Regions from separate parts of the Mus musculus genome. Here all the other regions are linked to region 1. A link is a contact called in public Hi-C and promoter capture Hi-C data. All regions are on one chromosome and are shown on one strand. Each heading gives the region's core, a stretch centred on a gene start, on an enhancer-like site or on the middle of the called end of the contact. The rest is flanking DNA. Distances are from core to core; before and after follow the strand shown. Region 1 holds the start of B130024G19Rik (RIKEN cDNA B130024G19 gene). Region 2 has its middle 6.6 kb from the start of Gm35894. Region 3 overlaps Gm44812. Region 4 overlaps Gm44812.

Region 1 (2,560 bases), core at 18-2,517:
AGCCTCCGACTAAACTCATTAAGTTGGGAGATTTTTTTTTTTTTTTCAATTGGAAGGGTGTTTTTAAAGTCTCCTCTTTCCAGCCCCAAACAAGGTGTAACAACGCACTCTTCCTTCTAAGGCATCAGATGAGAGACAAGGATCACTCCAGACAGCTCCTACCTACGGTTTGGGGTTTTTTTTTCTTAAAGGCGAGGCTTGCATTCCTCAGCAGCTATGTACAAAGCTCCCTGAAGCTGTCTCTCTCTCTCTAAAGTTAGTGTGCAGGCTTTTCCAACGGCTGAGAGCGCCTGGTACACAGGGAAGCAGTTCCTTGAGGTGGAAGATCTCTTCTTTCACCTTTCTTTTTCCCTGCAGACTAATGCCTACTTTTTTATCAGTTTGCACAATCGCTTAGATAAACACCGAGGAGGAGAGTCTCTTTAATTATCAAAGACACATCTTTTCAGGGGGCCAACAAAGCATTTATTTCACCCGCCAAACTAAAGGAGAGTTATTCCAGTTTAGAAGGAAGATGCAAGCGGTTTGGGACCTTGAACAAGGCAAATATGGTTTTGGTATGTTTGCTTACTGTATTTTTTTCTCTTTCTCTTCTTTCTCACTTTTCTCCTTGTGCTGTGTGGGGTTGGGGATGACTTGGGGCTTTTCAGAAAATCGCTTTGCTAACGTGTATGCAATGCCTCGGACTGTGGTTGAAGGGGTCTGGGGGAGGGTGGGGGCAGTCAATTCAGTGCGTTGCCATATTTTATTACATGTATGTGGTAGCAGAGGTGGAAGGGGGGGATACAATTGCAAAGCTGCCAAAATATGATTAAACCGAAGCATAAAGACTGCGGTTGCCTCCCATCTCCTCGTCCTGTCTTCTCAAACTCATTTCCTTCCATAGAACTGACTGAAAACCAATCCTATATGCCTGGTTTTCCAAGCAGCAGATTGTCTAGGTTTGCTAGCGAAGGGGCTGCTAGGCTGGCTTTGGGTATCAGAATTTCCTGTTCGATTTGCCTCTGCGCTTCATTTTGCAACCTTGTGCAGCTGACATGCAGGCAGGCAAGCAGGCAGGCAGGCAGGGACCAAAGCCTTGCCTGGCGCCCTCGGCCGCGGTTCCGGAAGGAGAGCGCTCTGTTAAGCTAGGAGAATCTCAAGGAGAAGGGTACTCACCATCGGGCGGGGTGGTGAAGCTGGCGTGCGGATTTCAGGCAAACGTTTACCTTTTTGCTGTCTATTGCAACTGCGCCGGGCTGACTTTAGAAGCAATTCTGTGCTCTGTGCAAAATGTTCATGGAACGGTTCCTCATTAAAAAAAAAAAAAAAAAGCCAGCGAGAGAGACGACAGAGGCAGAAAGAAAAAAGAGAGGAGGGGTGAGGGGGACGCACATAAACCCAGTTTCAAAAAAAAAAAAAATCATCTCTTCACTAGAGACTCCGGAAACGTAGAGGCAGCGAGATCCCAGCACAGTCCAACCAAGCCACAACCAAATAATTTTCAATCCTGAAGAATTATTCAGATTAAAATGTACAGAAGTTTCATTCTCCTATGCCTACGTGAGCCCCAAGTCGTTTCCCTTTAAGGGCTCCTTTTCTTTTAAAGTTGGATTTTAGGCAGCAAGGACTCTTACACTAGGGGGCAGACAGATACTGCACTTACTTCAATCTTAAGCAATTTTTTCCCTCCCAGCATATGCTCTGATTTAGCACTGTAAATTTTTCAGAGGACCCAACTCTGACAGCCCCTGGTGATTTTCAAAGTACCACAAGCCAGTGGTTAAAAATTGCATTGACTTGGAAGTTCAGAGGGACACAATGGAAGCCCCTTCTCTATTCACGGAGCTCCAGTGTGGTGGAAGAGAAAAACACACACGACTAGATTGAGGGAAAGGAGAAATTCAATGGATCCTGGATTCTACTGAGCTCAGAGTTAAACTCGGAATTGCTGGGGTCTGTATTCATATTGTGATTTAATCTGTAAAGAATTACAGACTAGCCAACCACTTTCTGCAAGGAAACCATATTCCTGGGAGCTGAGGATATATATTTTTTTCATATTAAGACAAATGTTTTCCCCTAACTTTGACCAGTCAAATAAAGCTTGCCACCATTCTCATTAAAATAGATTTACATTTGCAGTAAAGGGCTTGGCTGAGTTTTTAAAAATAATAACATATAGAGTTGTATCTTTTAATTTTAGGACTTTTAAATCTTAGAGTTAAGACAGCTGAGCATCTTTAAGAAGGGCATTTAAAAATATTTTTGCTCCTCCCCATCCCCAATTCGGCTGTCCTGTCTCTTCATTCTCTCAGTAAAATTAATTACAATTCATGTGGTGATTTTTTTCCCTTCCCTTTCTAAACAGCATTTCTATAGCTAAATGAGTCCTAAAATACAAAGTGAAGCACCTCTAACTCTGTGGTAGTTATGTGCCTAGCTGGCTGTAATTCTACAATTCATATATACATATATATATATATATATATATATATATACATATATATATATATTTGAAGTCTATAATTTCTTTAGCTTGAAAAATGAGGAACACACACACGAAGCTTCTCCTCAAAAA
Region 2 (2,560 bases), core at 28-2,527, 230 kb before region 1:
TTGCTACTGCAAACTGTCCTTGAATTAGAATAATCAGTAGATTAGATTACTGGTCCAACTCAAGATTATTATGGTGATAAGGGCAATGTAAGATAAATGAATGATGAATTCCAGGTCTTACCCAGAAACCAGTCAAGTAAAATGGAACTTGGTAATACAGGGAAGCCACCTTTGCTCCATTTGGATTAAGAGAAAAGTATTTCTGTGCCAAGGAAAGGTTTAAAATAATGGAGCAGCAGGAATATGGACCGGGAAGGGCCAATAATGAATCTGCAAATCATTATTGATTAAGCTTCCAACTGAAAATTGCTTTGCAACCCAAGAAAATCTTGTGACCCACAGTTTTTTTTTTTTTTTAATTTTATCAAAAGGATTGAACTCAATTAGTAGTTATTAGACACTCATCCAATTCAGGTAATCTATAACAGTAAAAAATATTCATCTTTAGCCTTTGAACTGTGAGTCAGAAAACATGGGCACTCTTCAGATACACACTTTCCTGAAGGCAGAAGCCAAGGCCACATACATACAGGACACTTCATTCTATGACATACACACACACACATGCACACACACACGTATTATGTAGAGATCTGAGTCTTTTTCAGCCTTAGATGGTGAGTCAACTAGGAAAAGTAGCTCTCAGCTCTAACTAAAATTCCAGAGGGGCAGAACAATGATTAGAAGCCAGGAGGCTCTATTCATAAAGTGACCAGAAGAGCCTAGATGGCCCCATCTGGAGCATCTTCCCCAGACTCATCTGGTTCTGGAATAATCTAGGGCAGAAACATCTCATCCTGCTGGACCCCCAGAGAAGCAACCTGGAGGTTCAACTTCTGGCTTTGCCAGCCTCCCCACCAGCTCTATATCCCTGGGCATATTTTTTAAATCTCTCTTCATCTATTAGGATAAAAGCTAGTAATAATATTTTACACAAATTTCAGGAGGATTAAGTGAGGCAACAATAAACAGAAAGCAAATTGTATATAAACCCTGCTTTGTGTTCATGATAAATGCGGCTCAGTAAACATAATAATGAATGAATGGAATCCAAAGCAGAGGCAAGTTTTATCCCCCGAGTTACCAGAAGGCCTCTCTTTGAAGTTCCTTAAATTTTCCCAGAGTGGAAATAAAGAGTCTGGATTCCTCCTAAGCCCAGAGGAACTAGGGAAAGAGTAAACGACCAGACATCTTCCTTTCCTAAAGCAGCGCTGGGGAGTGAATGAGGGCCTCCCAAATGCTAGGCAGGTGTTCTCCAGCTGGGCTCCTCTCCAGTCCAGTCACAGGCTACAAGACCCACACTTCAAGAACAAGTACTTGTATTAGTTCACAGTGCTTCACTCTCGCCAACAGCATAAAAGTACAACAGATGAAATAAAGACGGGAGGTCTCTCTGAAGTAATCACTTATTATTTTTCTTAAGCAAAATTCACACATGAATTGCCCACACAATGAACTGCCCTCTGACAGAGACAAAAATCTTTTATAACAATCTTAAAAGCATTACTCTCTCATTTCCCTTTAAAATAATTAAGCAGGGATGGAGAGATGGCTCAGAGGTGTGTAAGAAGGAGGAGCAGAGTTCGGATTCCCCCAAACCCAAGTTGGTGGGGTGAAATCCTCTCCTTGGAAAATGAAGCCCAAGGAAAGCCCAGAGCAAGCTGGCTTGGGAGATTAACCGTATTGGCAAACTTTTGGTTTGATTGACTGTGCCTCAGTGAGTCATGTAAGTCATAAACAGAAACCGAGCCACATTCTGGGTAAGGACCAAATATCTGACTTCAAAGTTCTCTCCTCTTCCATGGATGTCTCCTGGAAATGAGATGTTAGTAAACCCCCGCTTAAACTGCTGGCTTCAAGGCCTCTCCATATAATCCCAGGACTTTGACCAGATTCCAGGAACTTGTGTGTATGTTACTGGCTCTTTGACTCTTTCAAGTTATGTGTCATACCATTGTCCAGATGGCTCTTTCAACCCCTCCACTTCAAATCATATGAATCTACGCCTCTTTTTCTTCTAAACAGTCTGTCTAGTTCTGACAGTTGGCCATTACCCTAACACGTGACCAAGGCAACTCTGCAGTCACCCAAGACTACCCACAGTACAACTGGCTGAAGTCATAGCGCAGAACTTTGAATTCACAGGAAAGGGATGGAGAGAATGAAAGACAAACCCTGAGCTGCGGAGACTGAGCCGGGTTCTCGCAAAAGATATTCCTCAAAGCAATTGTCTCTCCCTTGATGCAATGCCAATGAAGATAAAGTTGCCTTAAAAAAAAAGTATGTTTCTGTGGGGGATTGCAGGGGGGTGGAGATGCTGATCATGACAGACAGGTAGAGGCCCAAGGACAATCTTATGAAATCATTTCTCTCCTTCCTTTAAGTGGGTTCTTGGAATCAAACTCAGGTTGTCAGGCCTGCATAGAAACCTGCTTTATCTGCTGAGCTTTCTTAAGGGCCCAGGCTGATGTCTCTTAAAAATAAACATGACTTTTCAGAGGAAAATGTATTTATACTTTTTTATTTTAAAATATACTTCTGGCTGGGTGTGATGCCATAG
Region 3 (2,560 bases), core at 28-2,527, 180 kb before region 1:
GTTGGAATTTTGATGGAGATTGCATTGAGCCTGTAGATTGCTTTTGGCACGATAGCCATTTTTACTATATTAATCCTGCCAATCCATGAGCATGTGAGTTCTCTCCATCTTCTGAGATCTTCTTCGATTTCTTTCTTCAGAGACTTGAAGTTCTTATCATACAGATCTTTCACTTCCTTCGGTAGAGTAACACCAAGGTATTTTATATTATTTGTGACTATTGTGAAGGGTGTTGTTTCCCTAATTTCTTTCTCAGCCTGTTTATCCTCTGTAGAGGAAGGCCACTGATTTGTCTTTACAGCACCTTTACATGCTGGGTAGGAAATGCTACTCTCATTTTACAAGTGAGGACACTGAGTTACAGTGGCTTTCCAGTTGTTATTTACCTTGGCTACTTGCAAACAATAAGGACAGATCTTTGATCCCTTGAGCCAGAACCCCAGGAGACTAGATGCAGACAGGTAGCTGTGTGCATGCACAAGCTTAATAGATGATTTTGTTGTAAGTTATGTTTGCGGTCGAATGGAATGAGTTACTTGTCCCCCATGACCATGTGTGAGTACCCGCAAGTGTGTATCCATGCTGTGTGTATGCCCAGTGCCCTGAGAAGCCAGAAGGGGATTCAGTCCCCTAGAACTGGAGTTGCAGACAGATGTGAGCCATTGGTGTGCATTCTGGGAACTGGACTCAAGTTCTTTACAAGAGTAACAAGAGCTTTTGACCACTGGGCGATCTCTCCAACATGCATGCATTCAAGAGCTGAGACTGAATCCTATCTCACTACCAAATTCTTGGGCTTTCTCTCATGACCCATCACCTTAGAATGATTTCTCTGCTGCTGGGTGTTTCTAGTAGGTACTGGGAAGGTCGTCAGATGGGTCTGTTATTTGGTACCAGGATTCGAGGTAGTTCAATAACCACTAAGTAGACCGGCTATTGACACAACTCTTTATCAATAAAAGTCAATGTGTCAAGTTGCATGTTGAGCTCCTATAAAATTACCTAGAGATATATATGTCTTATAAGCATGGCTTTGAAAGCTTTCCTTCCTGTTGTAAAATGGAAGTATTCCTGTTTTCTCCATAAAAGTCTGACCTGTAAATGTTTGGTGACTTTTCCTTCAAGAATCTGAATTCCACTATGTTCTCAGAGATAAATATAAGCCATTTTCTTTGGCCTTTCTAAAAATCCACGACAACTTCCATTCTCCCCACACAACAGTGAACTCTCCGGACCTGTCTGCCTGCCCTTTCGTTCTGACTGTGAATGTTCTGGTTCAGCTCCCATTTCTGCAATAAAACTGCTTGTTTAAAAAAAAAAAAAAAAGCTTAGGTAATTATTAACCCTTTCCCATCTTCTCTCCCCGGTGACAGCTAGCAACTGGACACATTCCCAATCTGAACATGGAATCTGTCCAATTAAAGAGCCTCAAGATTGAATTGCTGATGGCAGGAGTAGGGGGTAGATATTTTCCCAGGCCATTATCCCATCCTATAGACATGTCTATATTCTCCACGAATTGCTGTGGGCCTTCTCCACTTTGCTTTGTGAATACCATGACTCTTGTAGGTCTTAACCAGTAGAATGTTCTTCTCTTGGGCCACTCAACAAGGGGCAAAGGCATGGCTTACTTCTGCCTTGAACTTTGGAACAGAGCAAATGAATGCTTGAAGCTTGGGGCAATGGGTCCTTTCGGACCAAAGTGGCCCAAGAAAATAACTTGGCCAAAAGAATGCAGAATTCAGAGAGAAACTGGCTTATTCCATTGTACGCTCGGGTCAAATGCCTATGTGGGAGTACGCTGTGCATATTTGGTAAAGCTCATAGTGTTCACTGGATCGAGCCTAATGGCTTTTTGAAAGCCATTAAGGGACCACTAAATCAATATATTTCAGGGGGTATGTGTGCTAACTTAAAAACACATTGTTTTACTTATAATACATTCTTTCACCCTAGAACCCTCCAGTCCAGAAGTGTTTAGATTGGGTAGTTTACCCAGAAGGGAAGCTTTGTGGATGTGTGTTACACCTAAGGAGACCTCTGTGGAAGAGATGCTATCCTTTCCAAAGACATCTTTCAACGTCGGCAGAGTAAAGGCTTTCAGCCTACTCCTGTCCCTTATGAGTGCCAGGAAAGAGCTAAGAATTTCTTTAAGATTTAAAAAACAAAACACAAAACAAAACAAAACAAAACAAAACAAAACAAAGAAGCCTTTACAGCATCTGTTAGCAAATGCCTCAAAACTCAGAAAGAGGAAAACTGTACAAGGTGCAAAGCACTGAAAGAATCATGTGCATGCTTTTTGGATGGTGAGGTTTTTCCATTTGTGAGGAGAATGCACTACTACTGCCACAGACTCTCATAAGGACATGAGAGTGAATAAACAAAATTATTAAATTTAAGTTAGATATTATTTGCCAAACTTCTTAAAGAAAATCTAGAGACTTCGGATTACAAAGCCATGAACCCAGAGCTATCACCCTGAGTCAGCTTTCTGTTACTATGACAAAACAAACAAAAAATGCAAGATCATCAAGGCATAAAGAGGAAAGTTTTATTG
Region 4 (2,560 bases), core at 41-2,540, 160 kb before region 1:
TAAGTTGCTTGGTGGGTGATATTTTTATCCCGCCCCACCCTGCCTACTGCCATCCCTGAATTCTCTTCAGCCTTGTTTCTGTTGCCTGCCTGTCTGACCTGTTTGGTCCTCTCTCCCTGTTGTTTGCCTCACAGTTCTAACTTACGACACACCTCTGAACTCTGAGACATTGTCCCTGGAGCAGATCATGACCTCTGTCTTCTGTTTGTCCCTCTGATCCCTAAAGAAATAATAATCTGATGTTTACCTTGGCCCTAGCTGACCATAGATCATTAGACCAAAGGTAGGCAAGATCCTGATCCCAGGGTTGCATAGTTTTGGTGACTGTGCATGAAGAATAAGCTGAGCTTAATCTGTCTTTATTCCACATTCTATTACCTGGGTCTTCAGTGGAGCAAAACAAGACAGGAGCCCTACATTTTTGTTGCAAGATGGCCCCAACTAAGAAGTGTTGTAGAGAAATATTGAATATAGAGGTATTTCTCAACCATCTCTGTGCTACCAACAAAAATATTCAAATTTCTGTGTTTCAGAATTATTTCTAGATGTTCTGGTGTACACTTAAAGTTATATTCTTAAAAAGAGAAATGCTCCCTGTTTTGGCCGGTTCAGATTCCTCTACTGCTAACAATAGGACAGCAGAGAGGTGACTGAGCGTGACGGATATGGAGCTCACAAAGCTTGATCTTCAGGACCTCTGTGTGCACGTTCCTTCCCGTGGCCTCACCAGGGCCTACCAACTCTGTTTTCACCATCTTTAATTTTGTTTGATTAAAAGTAGCCCTCAGGCTCTGGGGTGATAGTTCAGTCTGAAATGTGTTTGCTGTACAAACAGGAGAACCTGAGTTCAATGCCCTGAATCCAGGTGAAAAGCCAGACACAGTCAATCGTTAATGCTTGAACTCTTGGCGTGGGAGAGAATCTCAGGGGCTCGCTGGTCGGTCAGTCTAGCTAATGGGTAAGCTTCAGGTTCAGTGAGAGACTCTGCCTCAAAACATAAAATGGAGAGTCATTGAGGAAGACACTGGGGAGAACACACGCACACACAAGCACAGATACACACATTGAGTGAAGTATTTCCATAAATTATATACTTGTTAAGACAACAAAGCTGTCTCTAGGATAGAAAATGAATTCTGAGTCCTTATCCTTATCTTATGATTAGAGGATGTGCCAGCAGGTAGCAACAATGATTCCCAGTGGTATAAGTAAAGGGTCGGAGTCATCTAGTCCATCCCAAGAGAAGCTAGGCAAGATTTTACAAAGTATGGTGAGTCACCTGTTGACATAACCCAAAGTTATGAACGGTGACCAAATCGAATCGACCTTTCATGCATCACTTCAACATTGCTCAACTGAGTGTTGATTTTTGTCAATCTGTTTTAACTGAATCTCTACATTTATCTCAGATTTGTACTTGTAGGAGAGACATAAGCTTAAGAAATGTTTGCCCACTTTGGAGTTTTCCCATACTTAGGAAACATTAAAATGTGAAATTAATCAAATTTCAAAAACCCTTTCAAAAGAAGGAGGAGCTAAGGAAGAGGGCTAAGGTCAGTTGATAGATCACTGGCCCAGCATCTGGGAAGCCCTGGCATTTGGGATCACTGGCCCAGCATCTGGGAAGCCCTGGCATTTGGGAGCACTGGCCCAGCATCTGGGAAGCCCTGGGTCTGATCCCCAGGACTATAAACCAGCACTGTCTGTTATCCCACCATGTATGAGGTGAAGGCAGGAGGATCCGGGTCACCCTCAGCTACACAGTGAGTTAAATGTGAGCCAACCTGAGCTATATAAACCTCTACCTCAAAAAAATAAAATAAAATAAAATAAAGTGTTGGAAAGAACGAAAAGGAGAAGGGCTGTCAAACCCACTGACAATATGTTCAAAGCCTAACAACCTCAAGTTCCTATCATCTTTAGTTTACATGCCTCAGAGCTAGCCTGTGCTATTGCCTTAACACAACACAATAAGATCATCCTAAACAATAGCGTTCACTGTATTCCCAGCCCCTATATTTGCCAGGCACGTGTGCTTGGGTGTGAGAACTCTGGCCAAGTGTTTGCTATAGTCTCCAAGAAGGGTGATAACAAAGTCACAGATACTCAAAGCAGGACTCACAAGTATTCAACCAAATAAATGAAATCATACACTTTACTTTTCTCATTGCTGAGACTTAATACCTGACAAGGAGCAGCTTCAAGGAGGAAGGTTTATTCCAGTCCACAGGACTATGAGGTAGCTGGTCACATTGCATGCACACTCTGGAAGCAGAAAGCAGCAGACAGAACGTGATGCCGGGCTCAAAACCTTCAAGGCATGTCCTGTCCACAGTGGCCCACTTCCTCCAGTGAGGCTCCACCTCCTAAAAATCTTCCATGACCTCCCAAAGCCACACCAGGAGCTAGAGACCAAGTCCAACAACACAAGTGTCTGAGGGACAGCTCCCATTCAAACCAGTTAAAAACCTTTCCCACAGTGTGGGAGGCTGATGACATGTTCACAATTATGCTTTTCTTTAAGATGAAAATAACTCTGGGGATAGCTTTGCTACGCTAA

Evidence for each region. Promoter capture Hi-C pulls out the DNA fragments that hold promoters and counts their contacts. Hi-C and Micro-C count contacts between places; a contact is called where the count stands out from the background.
Region 2: a Hi-C map of uterus shows a contact between it and region 1, with 4 times the contacts expected there. The contact joins the enhancer-like site here to the promoter of B130024G19Rik in region 1. A contact is called at or near these places in 2 of 39 promoter capture datasets (cranial neural crest and liver), 19 of 484 Hi-C or Micro-C datasets (the NIH/3T3 cell line, differentiating embryonic stem cells, embryonic fibroblasts and 7 more), 10 of 115 datasets of contacts at active chromatin or transcription factors (craniofacial prominence, embryonic limb bud, embryonic midbrain and 6 more) and 1 of 9 other capture datasets (embryonic stem cells).
Region 3: a promoter capture Hi-C map of liver shows a contact between it and region 1, with 4 times the contacts expected there. The contact joins the enhancer-like site here to the promoter of B130024G19Rik in region 1. A contact is called at or near these places in 1 of 39 promoter capture datasets (liver), 1 of 484 Hi-C or Micro-C datasets (liver), 5 of 115 datasets of contacts at active chromatin or transcription factors (the SCID.adh cell line, extraembryonic endoderm stem cells, kidney and 2 more) and 2 of 9 other capture datasets (adipose tissue and liver).
Region 4: a contact with region 1 is called in a Hi-C map of liver, with 5 times the contacts expected there. The contact joins the enhancer-like site here to the promoter of B130024G19Rik in region 1. A contact is called at or near these places in 2 of 39 promoter capture datasets (both in liver), 15 of 484 Hi-C or Micro-C datasets (embryonic fibroblasts, embryonic stem cells, liver and 3 more), 8 of 115 datasets of contacts at active chromatin or transcription factors (the SCID.adh cell line, embryonic stem cells, hepatocytes and 4 more) and 1 of 9 other capture datasets (adipose tissue).

The regions. Positions count from the first base shown.
Region 1 is chr7:70,364,090-70,366,649 of GRCm38.p6, reverse strand. It overlaps B130024G19Rik (RIKEN cDNA B130024G19 gene), which reads right to left and starts at 1,267. Exons shown (of 11, transcript NR_045850.1): 1 at 1,159-1,267. It also overlaps a transcript of Nr2f2 not described here.
Region 2 is chr7:70,592,723-70,595,282 of GRCm38.p6, reverse strand. No RefSeq gene overlaps it. Among named protein-coding and RNA genes, the nearest start is that of Gm35894, 6.6 kb to the right of the region's middle. Within about 2 kb of position 1,277, at least 1 of the 459 cell types and tissues checked has an H3K27ac peak or open chromatin away from gene starts, as enhancers often do. A contact at or near this core is called in uterus, where this site is marked.
Region 3 is chr7:70,541,213-70,543,772 of GRCm38.p6, reverse strand. All of the region lies in intron 4 of Gm44812, which reads right to left. Among named protein-coding and RNA genes, the nearest start is that of Gm35842, 4.6 kb to the left of the region's middle. Within about 2 kb of position 1,277, at least 3 of the 459 cell types and tissues checked have an H3K27ac peak or open chromatin away from gene starts, as enhancers often do. A contact at or near this core is called in kidney and liver, where this site is marked.
Region 4 is chr7:70,523,236-70,525,795 of GRCm38.p6, reverse strand. Gm44812 reads right to left here. Exons shown (of 7, transcript XM_030243182.1): 3 at 2,185-2,265. Among named protein-coding and RNA genes, the nearest start is that of Gm44812, 15 kb to the right of the region's middle. Within about 2 kb of position 1,290, at least 5 of the 459 cell types and tissues checked have an H3K27ac peak or open chromatin away from gene starts, as enhancers often do. A contact at or near this core is called in hepatocytes and liver, where this site is marked.